Linked DNA regions of Mus musculus: region 1 is linked to region 2. Evidence: chromatin contacts called from public Hi-C data. All regions are on one chromosome and are shown on one strand. The core of a region is the stretch at or near the end of the contact, and the rest is flanking DNA. Distances in the headings are between cores, read along the strand shown.

What was found. A called contact is a pair of places that touch in the nucleus more often than the background predicts.
Region 1: a contact with region 2 is called in a Hi-C map of cerebellum, with 1.6 times the contacts expected there. The contact joins two enhancer-like sites. A contact is called at or near these places in 5 of 484 Hi-C or Micro-C datasets (brain, cerebellar granule neurons, cerebellum and 1 more).

The regions. Positions count from the first base shown.
Region 1 is chr16:42,011,223-42,018,595 of GRCm38.p6, forward strand. The region is part of intron 3 of Lsamp (limbic system-associated membrane protein); the gene reads left to right. Gm52229 (splicing regulatory glutamine/lysine-rich protein 1-like) reads left to right here. Exons shown (of 1, transcript XM_030249356.1): 1 at 1-7,373. Among named protein-coding and RNA genes, the nearest start is that of Gm52229, 50 kb to the left of the region's middle. Within about 2 kb of position 5,934, at least 12 of the 459 cell types and tissues checked have an H3K27ac peak or open chromatin away from gene starts, as enhancers often do. A contact at or near this core is called in brain, cerebellar granule neurons, cerebellum and 1 more, where this site is marked.
Region 2 is chr16:41,742,769-41,750,356 of GRCm38.p6, forward strand. The region is part of intron 1 of Lsamp (limbic system-associated membrane protein); the gene reads left to right. Among named protein-coding and RNA genes, the nearest start is that of Gm46551, 100 kb to the right of the region's middle. Within about 2 kb of position 2,458, at least 55 of the 459 cell types and tissues checked have an H3K27ac peak or open chromatin away from gene starts, as enhancers often do. A contact at or near this core is called in brain, cerebellar granule neurons, cerebellum and 1 more, where this site is marked.

The DNA.
Region 1 (7,373 bases), core at 4,684-7,183, 270 kb after region 2:
TATGCCATCCTAAAAAATGTATACCACCACCAAATTGAATTTATTGATCAATTATGTAGATTTCACATTTTTGTGTTATCTTCTTCTGGTTTTTATGAGTTTTGTGTTCCTTCTAGAAGAATACAAATTCTTTGTTAGTTGATTTCTTAGGCAGATAAGTTAGCACAACCACTGTAGGAGAATTGAGTAATTGTAGGAGTAATATGAAAGCAAGCCAGTAAAGAACATCCCTCCATGGCCTCTTCATCAGCTCCTGCTTCCTGACCTGCTTGAGTTCCAGTCCTGACTTCCTTTGGTGATGAACAGCAGTATAGAAGTGTAAGCTGAATAAATCCTTTCCTCCCCAACTTGCTTCCTGGTAATGATGTTTGTGCAGGAATAGAAACCTTGACTAAGACAGTTATACAATTTGCAAAATAAAACAATGCCTTCTTTTTGTTGTCTTAGTTTTCTGTGCCTTAAAATGTTGGTTGAGTGTATGCAAGTTAAACCTGGTTCAAGAATAGCAGTTGAGTGTGATCCCAGGAGTCCTGAACTTGGATGAGCCCAGACTACATTGAAATACCCACTCAAACAGAGACAAAAGAGAGTTGTTGAAGTGATCTTTTATTTTCCCATTTTGTTTACTTTTTACATTATGATTTAAACTTAAATATCACACACTATTTTGCTATTCCACCCCATAATCAGCATCCAAACGCTGACACCATTGCATATACTAGCAAGATTTTATCAAAAGGACCCAGATGTAGCTGTCTCTTGTGAGACTATGCCAGGGCCTAGCAAACACAGAAGTGGATGCTCACAGTCAGCTAATGGATGGATCACAGGGCTCCCAATGGAGGAGCTAGAGAAAGTACCCAAGGAGCTAAAGGGATCTGCAACCCTATAGGTGGAACAACATTATGAACTAACCAGTACCCCGGAGCTCTTGACTCTAGCTGCATATGTATCAAAAGATGGCCTAGTCGGCCATCACTGAAAAGAGAGGCCCATTGGACATGCAAACTTTATATGCCCCAGTACAGGGGAACGCCAGGGCCAAAAAGGGTGAGTGGGTGGGTAGGGGAGTGGGGGTGGGTGGGTATGGGGGACTTTTGGTATAGCATTGGAAATGTAAAGGAGCTAAATACCTAATAAAAAATGAAAAAAAAAAGAAATCATTTCTCATCTCATGGTTATAATAAAGTCCCATAACTTTTTCTAAAGCTTTGCAATTTTGTCTTGCATTTATATATTTCAATGGAAAGTACTTGATATTTTCTGTATTGCGAGGGTGTGAGTACAATTCTATTTGTTTCTCCCTAGAAAACTAAAGCTAGTAGTTTCCATATAATTTGTCTCCATATAATAGTTGGATCTTTATTCATTCATTTAAAGGGCCAGCTCTGTCATGGAGAAGATCCCCTATATGTCAAGATCTCTTTCTAGGACTTAACTGTTTCTAAGTCAATCTATATGTTCTTTATATGTGTTAGTATACAACTTCCTGATATTTATAAGTAGACTTGTTAGCAAATAAATCAAGACCCTTGCTCATACCTTTCTGCTTTATATCATGTATTTTTGGTTGTTACTATTCTTGGCCTCTGGGTTTTACAAATAAATTTGAAGACTATGTCTTCTTAAAGTTCAGTTTGTCAAATTCAGTAGCACTAGGGAAAGTAATATGAAATCAACTGAATAATTTGAACAGAACCCACACATATTGGGTATTTTTATTTGTGATAACAGTAGACTTTCCATCTGGTGGTGTGTCTTCCTTAATGACTTTAAATAATACTTCACGATTTTTAGGTAGAAAAAATATTCACTTATAATCAAGATGTTCAGTGTTGAAGATGGAAAAGAAAAAGGAAATTGAAGAAATAATAGTGCCTATAGATAAGCAGAGCCCTCATCCTTGGTAATTTAGTCCCTGACTACTCTATTGCTCATAATTTATTGCAAATTTATTAGACCTCAGTAGCTCAGAAACCTAGTAGCTTATGGATGATCCTCTAATTAGTGGAATTAGAGGATGAGGCTGTTTCCTTTGATTAATTGGCACATGTGGAGTCTGGGTGCCCTCTGAGGCCCACCATTTGCATATTAAGTTACCACATATTAATGTGCTGAAATCCAAAGGGCTAGGGGCCCCATCTACCATGCAAAGGCAAAGTCCTATGGATCTAATTAAATTATCGTGTTCATGCCCCCTTCTCTTTTCTACCCACCCTGAGACAATTTTCCAAGGAGTAGTAACCCTAAAGTTAAAAAGCAAATAAACAATTTGTGTGCTTGTAGCAATTTACCACTTGCAAATTCTTTCCACATATAGTATCTTCTCTCGCAATCCTCTTGGGGAAATACAATTTTACTCCCATCTTTCTAGTGGATCTTGAGATTGATAGGTGTCCCAATTTACAAGGTATTAATTGACCAAGCTGGGATTCTGACTTGGATCCTTTTATGCCAAGGTCAGAGTTGTCTTCACTATCCCATGTTGATGTGTTAGAAATTTATCCCAAATGTTATAATAAAAATAGGAAGAAATATTACTCTTCTAACACCACCATGTTTTCCAGAAACCAATTATTCTCATTGTTTTGGTGGAAAGAGGAAGGTTAAATGTTAAATGGAACCAAAAGAAAAAAAGCTTTATTTTGTACAGGAAGGGAAAGCATGGTATTAAATGAGAACCAATATGCATACAGGAGGTAGTGATAATTCTGCATCTCAGGATTTCATACTAAGACGAAGTGGCTACTTGATTGCAATTCTAGCGCAAATGTCAATTCTGTGCCTGAACAAGTTGATCATTAAGGTCTCTTTTTTAGAAGACTTCTTAAAAAAAAAATGCCACCATTTTGCTGGACCAAAGAACTTTGCAGGCCAGTGTCTCTTCTGAGCATGTCAGAGTGGAGACATGAAGGAAGGGAGCTATTTTAGACAACAGGTGGTTCCAGAGGCCAAAAACTCTGCAGCGGTCTCCTCGGTGGCGCTTGTCACAAAGTATATTATCTTTGCTGGGTTGGAAGGGGAGAATATATTTGAAAGGGTTTAATAAAGGTTCTGAAGGACTCTCTTGGTATAAATACCTATTATTCCTGTCAGTGCTACTTAAGAACAGCAGGAGGGGCGCATTTCAAAGGGAAGTTCTGCATCTATTCCCAGGAGCCCAGTGGATCCACAGCTGCCCAGGTCCTTAAGCAATCTGTAAAGCTAGCCTCCAGAAAGGGAGGGGCAGGAGCATCAGGAACTAAGGCTCTCCTTTCTACTGTAGGGTATTCGTTGAGGAACTCTTTTGGGGATTCTTCTGGTCCTTTTTCTAGGGGCTGAGGCTCCACCCCATCAGCAGCAGGAAGGTGGGGGGTTGGGCTTAGTTAGCTACCTGAAGGGTGACAAAAACTGAATTTGTTTCAAGCCGGATTTTTTTCTGAGTCTCGAAAAGTGAAAAAAATACTGTGTTGTTGTTGTTGTTGGTGTTGGTGGTGGTGTTGGTGGTGGTGGTGGGGTGGTGGTGGTGGTGGTGTTTTCATGATTTCTTAAAGGAAGCTTCAAGCTCACCTTTACAAAAGCTGAAAAAAATGAGAATGGGTCGTGGCCTCCAATCTGGAGGAGGATAGCCAACTGGCTGTGATCTGCCCGTTATTTTCGGCTGCCTCTCCTCACTTTAGAAGGCTGAAAAACACATCTGCATAGAAATGATAATATGAAACGGTCTTATGAGAAAGCCCTGTTGCTTAATGGCCTATATCTTGCTTTTCTCTACCCTGCTCACCTCTCAGCATCCTGGCCTCCTGGAAAATAGTATTTGCCTCTTGGTGATGCTCCCTCCCTTGTCTTGTTAAGCTGCTGCCGCAAAGGAGAGCCAGGGATGGATGGCAGACAGGTTTAATGTGGCTTGCACGGAGCAGTCCAGTTTTGCCGGTAGGAGGGCCACAGCTGGGGAGATATTACCCAGCTCTGGTAATTGACATCAGCTGATCAAAGTCACTGACCTGACAGCTAACGGAGGACCTTTCTTTGATCGCTGCTTCATTTGGGGTGCAATTGATTAAAAACAGAAAAAGCTGTCTGTTCATGTCCTTTGTGTTTGCTTTTCCTTCACCTTTGGTTCCAGAATGCTCAGGATAGTATTTTGGCAGGTAATAGTTTATATCATAGAAAGCTGATTGATAAGCTTCTAATTATTTTTTCCCTGGGGGAGGGGGTGCAGAATATAAGAGTCTGCAGGATCAGCTCAATGGCAATACCAGCAACATGCTGGAGATGCCATTACATCCCCTCCAAGAGGAGGGGAACAGGGACAGCACTCAGGAATTGCTTCCTGCAATATGTCAGCTGAGAAAATAAAAGCACCGATTTTGGGGGCCTGCCTGAGAGATCTCAGCAAACGCCAAAGCATTGCTTGTAGAGGGAGAAGTGTGACTCCAATCTCCAGGCAATGCCAGGTTCTGGCTCCAGTGGGTAGGCAATGGCATCCTTTGGCTCCAGTGGGTAAATAAAAGCTGTTATGCTAACTTGTGAATTCTCCAGGGTTTACTAGCACTGTGGTAGCGTAGTACCACAGTCTGGGCTGCTTAAAGAAGAGGAAATTTAGGTAGGTGATGGTGGTAGTCATGGTGATGGCACAGGCCTTTAATCCCAGAACTCTGGAAGCATAGGCAAGGGTGTCTCTGAGTTCAAGGTCAGCCTGGTCTACAGAGTGAGATCCAGGAGAACCAGGGCTACACAGAGAAACTCAAAATACTTAGGGGAGATGGGCGTTAAAGAACATCTCACCTGATTTGGATGCTAATTTTTCTTGGGTCCTTTCCCACCTGCTTGCAAATGGCTTTCTTTTCCAGGCATCTTTACTTGTGTTTCCTTCTGTAGACCTCAGAGTCCACATTCCCGCATGGGAGGGTAGCAGTTACCTTGGAGGAGGGTCTCCTCTGACTTCCATCTTTACTTCATTAGTCTTGAAATAGCATATTCCAAAATACAGGGATTCAGTGTATCTCATAATAAAATTATGTCTGGGCCATTTTTCAGCCAGTCAGCGTGACCCATACCCTGAAAGACCACCTGACCTGCCTCCCCACTCCTTTGCCACCAGAACATTGTGTGATCTCTCTTCTTCTATAGAGGTTTTACCATTGGAATCCTAATACAATTTTTATGATAGATATAATAATAGTACCCAGTACTTGTACTGACAGCTTTAAAGCAATATTTCCATTCAGTGAGTGCCTACAGTCTAGCAGTGTGAACGAACAGCACTGCCTTGCATTAGTCAGTTAGGCCTCATCACAAGTCTGTGAGGTAGACACAATTCTAGATGTATAAACTCAGGCCCATCAGGCATTTTGTCCCTGGGTGAGTGAGATGCTCTGTTTTGTGCATAGCTAACATTCATGTTCTGAACGTCATCATTTTGTTGTATCAATCAGCCATCATCAATTTACAAACCTCCCTATTTTCCAAACATATCTTCATATAAAGTCCATTATAACATCAAATATACAACATTAAAAAGGGACTCTGAGCATCATCACCTATCGGTTGGAAAGCCCTATCCTTACATCATACCTAAAGTCTTTGTACTGCCAGCCCCTGGGCCCTGAGTACATTGACCACTGTCTCGTGTGGTCTGATTTTCTTTTCCTCATTATGAGCCCTATATGCTGTCTTCCTTACAAGAAAGAATCTAAGAGTAAAACTCACATTTTCCCCTCCACAGAGCATTGTGTGAAGCCCTTGGACTTGATTCTTAGTGGCATCTAGTGATAGCAATGAAAGAAATAACTAGGGCATATTAAATGTGTACCATATTCTACATTACCATTAAGGAGCCACAGAGAGTCTAGATCAGGAGCCAATTTCTGAGCCCTTGTTCCGACCACAGGTGTTGTGTGTGAGGGAAGTGGAACTGGCCAGTCATTAGGCACCCCTCCAGGTACTCTGCAGGGTGTTGTGCGTGGGCCTTATTTATTCCTCTCCACAGACTATGGGGAGGCCTGCACCCTTGGCCTCACTTCCACCAGCTTCCCCTGACAAGAAGAATGTCCAGAAATTGATCTCACTCAAGGGGAAAAGCTGTATCATTTAGAGACAAAAATAAGAAAATGCGTTTAACGCTTCAGTTGCTGAACCCTGTGCAGAAAAACAGCCTTCGCAGTCACCCGTCTGCAGAAGCGAGTCTGCCGCAGAATATTATCTTCCCATCCTCTCTGCCATATGTTCAAGCAATCTGTGTTCCCCAGCCTCTATTAATACACCAAGTCAGAGGCAGTGGGGTTCAGTGGGCTAAGCAACAGCCTGGAAAATTGAGGGGTGTGAGTTCTAATTCCATCCCACCCCTTGGCTTGCTGGCTGACCTTCAAGGAAGTCATAGCATCCCCAGCTTGCCCTCCATCTCCTCTTCATGTTTCCCCCAAGGTTTACAATGTCTGAGCAAAGGGAGAAGAACCATGGACAGTAACAGATTCAGGGTGAAATTGCACAAATGCCTCTGAAACTTTTAAATGTGTGCCATTGCGGGGGGGGGGGGGGGACACTGTCCTAAGTTGCCATTAAGAAATGACCCCTGAAAGTAGTCATTGGCAACATAGCTATAAGGTTGAACCTGTATTTAAGTTTGTTAAGATTAACATCACACCATGCTACTTACAAATAATTGTTACCCTCATTGATCTTCATTATATCAGTTTTATATTATTATAAAATTACCAGGCAAAGAACTTGGCAACCCAAGAACATATGTAGCTGTCCTCAAATTCTCCATAAATTTAAATTTACTTAAAAAATTGAATATTAATAAATAATAAATAAAATATAAGCTTAAATATGTGCATGTCTATAAAATAAAAATACATTCACTTCAAAACTATAATAGGACCAGATTGGTTATTGCTACATTTTCTGACAATTTGGTCCTATCCTCTCCCATTCAGGGATCAGAACACCTTCCCTCTTCTGTTACTCCATTCCTAAGAAAGCTAAAGTGATGGGCAAAACACAGGTAACATAAAGTTAGTAGACAATGATGTAACATAAGAAAATGATGTAGGTACAAATGGAGACTGTATTATTTTTGAAAGCTATTTTGCAAAAATAATCATCATATCTGTTTTTGCTGTCATTTTAAAGATTTCTTTTTGTTTTTGTTTTTTTTTTCTGTTTTTACAGACAATAGGGTTTTTTTTTTCATGCAATATATTCTAATTTTGCCTCCCCTTACTTCAACTCCTCCAAAATCCTTCCCTTTGTCTGCCTCTTGTTAGAAAACAACCCGGTTTTTAGAGAATAATAAAATAAAATACAACAAAACCAAACAAACAAAGATAGGACAAATATCTTACAGAAAAAAAAATCACAGAATAGTCTTCCTTTCTACAAACCAAATT
Region 2 (7,588 bases), core at 1,208-3,707:
CCAAGAGGCTACCTGCACTGAATGTTGCCTGTTGCTTTGGGATGACAATCAAGATAAAGTAAGGACATGCCTGCAGTGTGCAGACTCACTACCTGTTTTAGTAAAACAAGTCACAACAACCCTGACTGAGCACATTCTAGAAGTTTTCACGTGTGTGAACAAGACCTGTATGGAAGAGTGGAGTTTAGAAATGAGATCTAGGGCGAGCAGTGGTGGCGCACGCCTTTAATCCCAGCACTTGGGAGGCAGAGGCAGGCAGATTTCTGAGTTCGAGGCCAGCCTGGTCTACAAAGTGAGTTCCAGGACAGCCAGGGCTATACAGAGAAACCCTGTCTCAAAAAAAAAAACCCAAAAACAAAAACAAAAACAAAACAAAACAAAGAGAGAGAGATCTAGAATCTGAAGGTAAGACTCCTGTTAGTCCAGTCTCCTATGTAGGTTAAGATACCCAGACAAAACTCACCCTCCAGTCTTTATTTAAGTCACACTCTAACAATAGGATACAGAAGTCAGAGAGACCCTGCTGGGAAACTGTTTTTTGGTTTTTATTTTTATTTTTGTACAGTGTAGCTATATAAGGTCTTGCTTTGATCTATTTACAGTAATTATGTTAGTAACTTCATGAAATACCACAAAATTCAAGAGTCAAGTGGCATGTGGAATGTATCTTATAGACATCTTCTTTTCTCATAATGTATTTGGTGCTGATCTCATTGAGAGGCAGGTTCCTCACTCTCTCCCCCTTCCTTGCTCTCCTCATCCCTTCCATCCGTCCCTTTACGTCTCTTCTCCTTCCAGTTATTCTTTTCTGTGTTGGTATGATTTATTTTATTTTAGTTGCTTGGTTCTACTAATATTTAAGGCAATAAGTTTTATTATGGTGTGTTTGTGCTGTTTGTGTTGATCTCCTCTCACACCCTCCCCTGTGCTTCTCCCCAGTCGTCCCCCCACCCCCCAGTCTTGCAGCTTTCTATCCCTGATAATGCCTGTTTTCCTTTCACATCTTGCATTTCTCTATCTATCCTCTTTACTCCCCTTCCTCTAAACCTTCTTCCTACCTTCATGGTCTCCTTGGAGGTATATCTAGGATTTGCATGTGAGACAAAAAATAACAGGATTTGTCTTTCTGAGTTTGAGCTATCCCTGTGTAATTCTTTCCAGATCCACTCACATTACTACAGATTTCATAGTTTTATGTTTCCTTATAGCTGAATAAATGTCAATGTATATGTGCACCACATTTTCATTATCTATTCCTCTGTTGATGGACACAAGCTTCATGTGTAATATGGACACAATTCAGCAAAAAGTCCAAGAATTTGAAAGCTGGCCTATTTGAGTGTCATTCAATCGTTCTGCATAGTACAAAGACATGCCACAAATTGTATTTCAGAATATCTGTTGTGCCAACATATTAGTCTATTTTTAAAATTATTTGTTTGCAACCCAGTTTGGTGGTGGATTATAACATAATTTTCCCAGCCCCTGGGCTTCTCAGAATCATTATTGTCATTTTTATGCGGTCTTCAAGTTTCCTCAATGTATATTGTAGTTACAACATTCTACCTTTTATTTACCTCCAAATTAAAATAAAATTATGAATTATTATTTCAAAATGACCATTGCACTTCAGAATTGAAAATAATGACAAAGTTCTGTGGGGGTGGGGTGGGGGTGGGAGATGAATAACCAAAAACAGAACTTTTGCAATATCAATATTGTGAGATCAGGTCCTTGTATTTCTGTTAAATGTCAGACAACTACAACTCAAAGGAGAAAGAAATGCTAAATTTTATGACTTGGAGAGTCCTTGATTTTAAGCTCAGTTATCGTGTCTGAGAAGATTTCTTTCTCTTCTAGTTAGACCTCACAAAAGGATTCTAATGCAGTCAAGTGTGGTGCTTTCTTTATGACTGAATTGAAGTGCCAACTTTTTTTCCAATGGTCAGAGCAACATTTCTTATTTAAGTAAATAAATAGGAGGTAAACAAATGAAGGAATGAAGAACTGTCCCAGGCTGCTGCCCACGTCCCAGACTGGCCCCCTCAACCTTCCACATAGTTCTGTTTTGCCAAGTTCTTCCTTCTTATCTTATAGGTAGCATTTGGTCACTTCATGAATTATTCTCTCTGTATGTTCTTTCATTCTTTCTTCTTGCTCCTAACATTCATATCCCAAGAGAAGCTAAAATGAAAAATGAATGAGTCTGTATTCTCCAATCCTTAGAATCTTTGAACAGACTTATAAAGGCACCAGAAAAGCTTCTATTCAACATCCACTACAGGAAAGAACTGAACTATGGTTAGACAGAGTGCTTGCGCTGAAGCAGTATATCTTGGAGGGGCAGCTCCAAGGTGTCTGCTATTATGTTTGTTTCTAACAGCCAGGCCCAGTGTGTGAGCCAAGAGTTGTGCAGGTGCCAAAGGCCAGTCAGCACTTCCTTGCCTGCGCCAGATTGTAAGCCCAGTCCTTTCAGGGGAGAGTGTGTGAGCCAGTCAGTGGGAGTATTTTTTGCTGTTCACAGAACACTGTGTTCTGCCTTCTGGAGCGAGGAGGGCAGGAGCACATAAATCATGCATCCGTTAACATTGTTCTGCAATGTGGAATTCATAGAGGTCACAGGATATCTGTTAGTCACCTGCACCTGGTAATTTACTGTCACTCCTATTCTGGCTCATTTTTCTCCACACTGCTTCATTACTTCAGGACTGCCTTTTCTTATATGATAAGTATAATCTTGTCCATCATTTCTTAATTAAAATATGGCTTCACAGTTCACTACAAGTTCTGAGATGTTTGTTAACGGCAGCTACCTTTGCTATAAGTTTCAAAGAAATGATTAAAGGTAACAAGGAGAAAGAATCGACTGGGTACTTTAGCATCATCTGTGCTACAAAGCTTATCAGTCCATGAGCGTACAGCACAAAATTAGGTAGACATGTTGGGGGCAGTTTAACAGTTTCCTTTGCTTGCTAATTTCTCACTAAAGTAGCTAAGGACAGTCCAGTTGAGAGGGAATTCTCTCTAGTTTTGAGTTCAGCAACCATTCACAAGCATATTAGACATCCATCAAAACCCAGTGAGGTTCATTTAACCCAATTGTTTAAGACCAATGCTCATCTGATACGAAGCCATTCCTTGCCTCTGGCAGCAAATCTACTCTACTACTTAAAGAAGAGAAGAAGAAGAAGAAGAAATGTTTCCCAAACTCTCCTCTTCTGAGGCTGAACCAGCAGAAACTAGGATTGATTTTCCTGGCTTGAAAATGGCAGGTGCTGTACAGACAAACTAAGATCTTTGCAAACCACGTTGGTAGCTCTATAAAGCTAGACTGATGCTGTAAACCCTTCGTCTGGAGAGGGTATGGAACATGTGATGATTTGTGTCTATATATGTTAGGTGAGAGGAATTACTCAAATTGCCCTAGTACAAGAACAACATGGTCTCCTTACCCAGAGAGGGTATCATCGTGGGTGCTTGAATCCTCCTGTTTACCAAAGGCTAGTTTTACTACTGTGTTTCCTCCTATCCATGCATATAACAACATAAGAAAAACATCAGAATTTAATGACATAATGTAATAAGAGATAGCTGAATGTTACTATCTCAAAATGTCTCACACTGTGATGTTAGGAGATGATACAGTGCCTCCATGAGACAGTGTGGGGTGTAGAACGCAGTCACTGTGATGCAGCATTGGACTACTTACTACTTAAGGGTTACATCACAATTCTGCACCAGTCAGCCTGATAAATGTGGGGACTCCTAGATGATTATTGAGGGAGGGATCTTTGTGACCTGGATATACTATGGTTGACCACTTGAAATGGAAACTAAAGGAAGTAAAATCGCAGATAAGGGGAGACTGCTGTACAGATGGCTTTACTAAAAGAATGCCAACGTCGTCGTTAAATCTAGGGAATCTAATTTTGCAGTCTGTGGGATTTAGAACAGAAGGAGAAGGAAGCGTCATATGGTCACACTCACTACTGGCTTCTTGGAAAACTGCTACCCGGTGATGCTAGTGAAATGGCCCCCCAAATATGGACTAGCCGTGGAATGTGAAATACTAATTTTAGCTTTTCAGAGATCGTTTGAAGCTCCCCCGCCTCTCTTCTACTACAATCAAAATCCAGACTGAAAATTGTTACTTCTTTGTATGTTTCTCCAGATTTGCTCAGTTCACGTACCAAGACCTGATCCCTAACTTTGAACTGTGAAACATGAAATAGCTCCCATCCCATCAGTTGTTGGAAAATTTTAACGGTTGAAAATGTAACAGAGGGGTATCTGAACCTTGCAGTTTAAAAAGGCAGGCTTTCTAGGATGTAAAATCCATAGAACACCAAATATATCCATAGAACCAGTTTTAAAGATATTGTTAAGACACAAGAGTGCTGGAGAAATGATATAAGTATCTATCTGAATATAGTAGTTTCCACCTCTATGACCAGTAACCAAATTATATAAAGACTATATATTTTAAAAGAAAATGATTTTGTCTTTTACTCTGTCCTTTTCCCTGCCAGCCCTGTTTGATTCATTTTTCCTATGAAGCCATTTCTGACTTCTTCATTCTACAATGAATCCCCCTATAGGTTACTCCTGTCTCTCAGAGCACCGAACCTGTTAGTCTCTAAATGCTAACTTCCAAGTGGTTCTGTGTGATGTCGCATTTGCTTTTCTGTGCATGTATTATCTATCTGAGAGGCCATGGGCTTTCTGTTATTTCTATGGCCTTTAAATAATCACATGAATCCTAGGCTGACCCTGGTCCACATATTGATTGACTACTGCTTCTTTTTAAAAATACAATGTCATCATTGTGCACTAATTTAATGAGGCAGTGACCTTCAGTCGAAACTGGGGCCTAACTTTAGAAAAATCAGTATGCAGGCACGATGAACTCACATCTTGTAGCATCTGCTTTAGACTAGAAGGATCAGAGGTCCAAATGTCTCACTCAAGCTCTGTCATGATCAGTGATGGGACTTTTCAAGACCTTGTAGAGAATACGGCTATCAAAAAAAAACGTTGGTCGATTTAATTAATAATAATATAAGAGCCAATTTCACAGCTCATTACCCCAAGCAGGCTAGAACACAGAAGTTGAAGGGAGGCTCACACACACACATGGGCGTTGCTGCTTTTGGTCTTGATGGTGACCCATAGCCAAATGGACAAGAAATGTCCTTTTGCTGTGTGTCTTCAGCAACTAATCATTTGTGTCTACATTAATTCAGGCTCAATAACATAGAACAGAGAGAAAGTAGGAAGAAACAGGAACCCCACCCCCTGGTTTACATCATTAATAAGGCCAGGGATGCTTCAGGTTCCTCCTCCCTCTCCCCTCCCTTTCACTTTCTGTTTCCTTTAACTGAAGGCAATTCATCTCATTTTAATTAATTTTTACTTGCAGCATTATCACCCTGAGTATAAAGACAAAAAGTTTTTTTTTTTTTTTAATTACAAAGCTCACGGCATTAATTACTAGTACAGTAAATGCCTAGACGCACAAAGCTCCGTGCCTTCCAAGGAGCTGAAGCAGCAATTGGTGAACATTCCAACAGTTGGAAAAATACTTAAGTCACAAAGGAGAAACCTTTCTGCAGTTCTAATATGAAGGCTGTCCCTGCACCAACTGAGCCACTGCTTAATTGAAGGTGACATGGCTGATGAACTAGAGACAGGACTATTGCATTAGAGAGGACAGGTTATTCATAGAGTCACTCAGGATTTCCTGCTGAGGATACAGTCAGGAACAACAAAAAAATCTAACAAGTTTTGAAATATATATATAAAATCAGCTGCACTAATTTACCATTATTTTATATCTGAAATGTCAAATGTCCTTCTTTTTACTCTTTTTTGTTGTACTAAATTATTAAAAAAAAAAAGGCTCTGCACTCAAAGCTGAAACAAACCTGTGGCCTGATATTGTCAGGAACTATTCATGCGAGTTCATGTTTTCAGAGGGTACCATTATGGCTGAAATTGCATAGTGATATGGCTCTGCATTGGTGAGATTATTGACAATGGCTTGTTCACTATATGACCGTGCACCATGAACAGAAGATGGGGCCTGAAGCAGAGCTCGGTTATAACTCTCAGTAGCCTATCTTCAGTGACACATGGCCTGATACTGGCCAGCATTGAGTGTCCTCAGAATCAGTATGTATCCTTATTAGTCAATCATTGACATAGCTACTTTACACAAGAACTTACAGAGGCTCTATGGCCCAAGCCCCTGTCTGTGTTTGTCTTTGACTGTAGTTAATGTTTGACCAAAAATACCTCAAGGAAATATCCCTACCACATTACAAGAGAAAGATGAGAACAATGGATGGCTGTGAGCATCCACTTCTGTATTTGTCAGGCACTGGCAGAGCCTCTCAGGAGACAGCTATATCAGGCTCATATGTAGTAGAGGATAGCCTAGTCTGTCATCAATGAGAGGAGCGGCCCTTTGTCCTGTGAAGGTTCTATGCCCCAGTATAGGCAAAAGCCAGGGCCAGGAAGCGGGAGTGGGTGGGTTGGGGAGCAGGGGGAGGGATAGGGGATTTTCCAGAGGGGAAACAAGGAAAGGAGACAACATTTGAAATGTAAATAAAAAATATCTAACAAACAAACAAACAAAAAAGATGCGAACAAGCCGACTCCCATCTCTGCCCTAACATGCCTATATTCTTTTGCCAAATGATCTTAAACAATTCCACACCTCTGTCTTTCAGTAACATCTCCATGACTTTCTTGTATGTCTAAACATTTTCATAAACCTACTTATAATCTTCATTCTTCCAACAATCACTTCACTGTCTGTAATTCAGTTATCCCCTTTTATACTTTTGAGTCAGTAAATGCTCTTTCACTGGGATCTTTTAATGAAATCTTGAAAATATAATGGTACCACATATAAACCTGAAGTTACTTAGGGGGGAAATGAACTTGAGTCATAATTTCTAGAGCCTTTGATGTACACAGCTTAGAAACGCCACCATAGCCACACATCCCTGATCTTTCCAGGTTTTCCACAGGACCACCTAGCATGGGAAACACAAATAAAACATATTACTCTTTATTTTACTTCACTGTTTTATTTTATTACTGGGTATGTATTGATTTTTCAAAACTCCCTATGTTAATTACTTTTCTCATTGATATGACTATATACCTGACAGACTAACTGAGGAAGGAACTATTCCTATGGGCTCTTCTTTTATTTTTCCAGAGGCTCCCATTATGGCTGAAATTGCATAGTGATGTGGCTCTGCATTGGTGAGATTATGACAATGGCTTGCTCACTATATGACCATGCACCAGGAACAGAAGATGGGACCTAAACCAGAGCTTGGTTATAACTCTCATCTGTCTATATTCAGTGACTCATGTCCTAATTGGTACATCCTATATCATCTAAAAACACCAGCACCAGTACAGACTGAATGTTAGATCCATGGGCCTTAGTGATACACTTCTAATTCAAAGTAAAATACCAACTATACTCCCAATAGTACTAATATTTCTTAAAAGTCCAATCCCATCAGATATGATATAGTGTAAGCACTTTCTTTCTAAAGGGAAGAGTGAA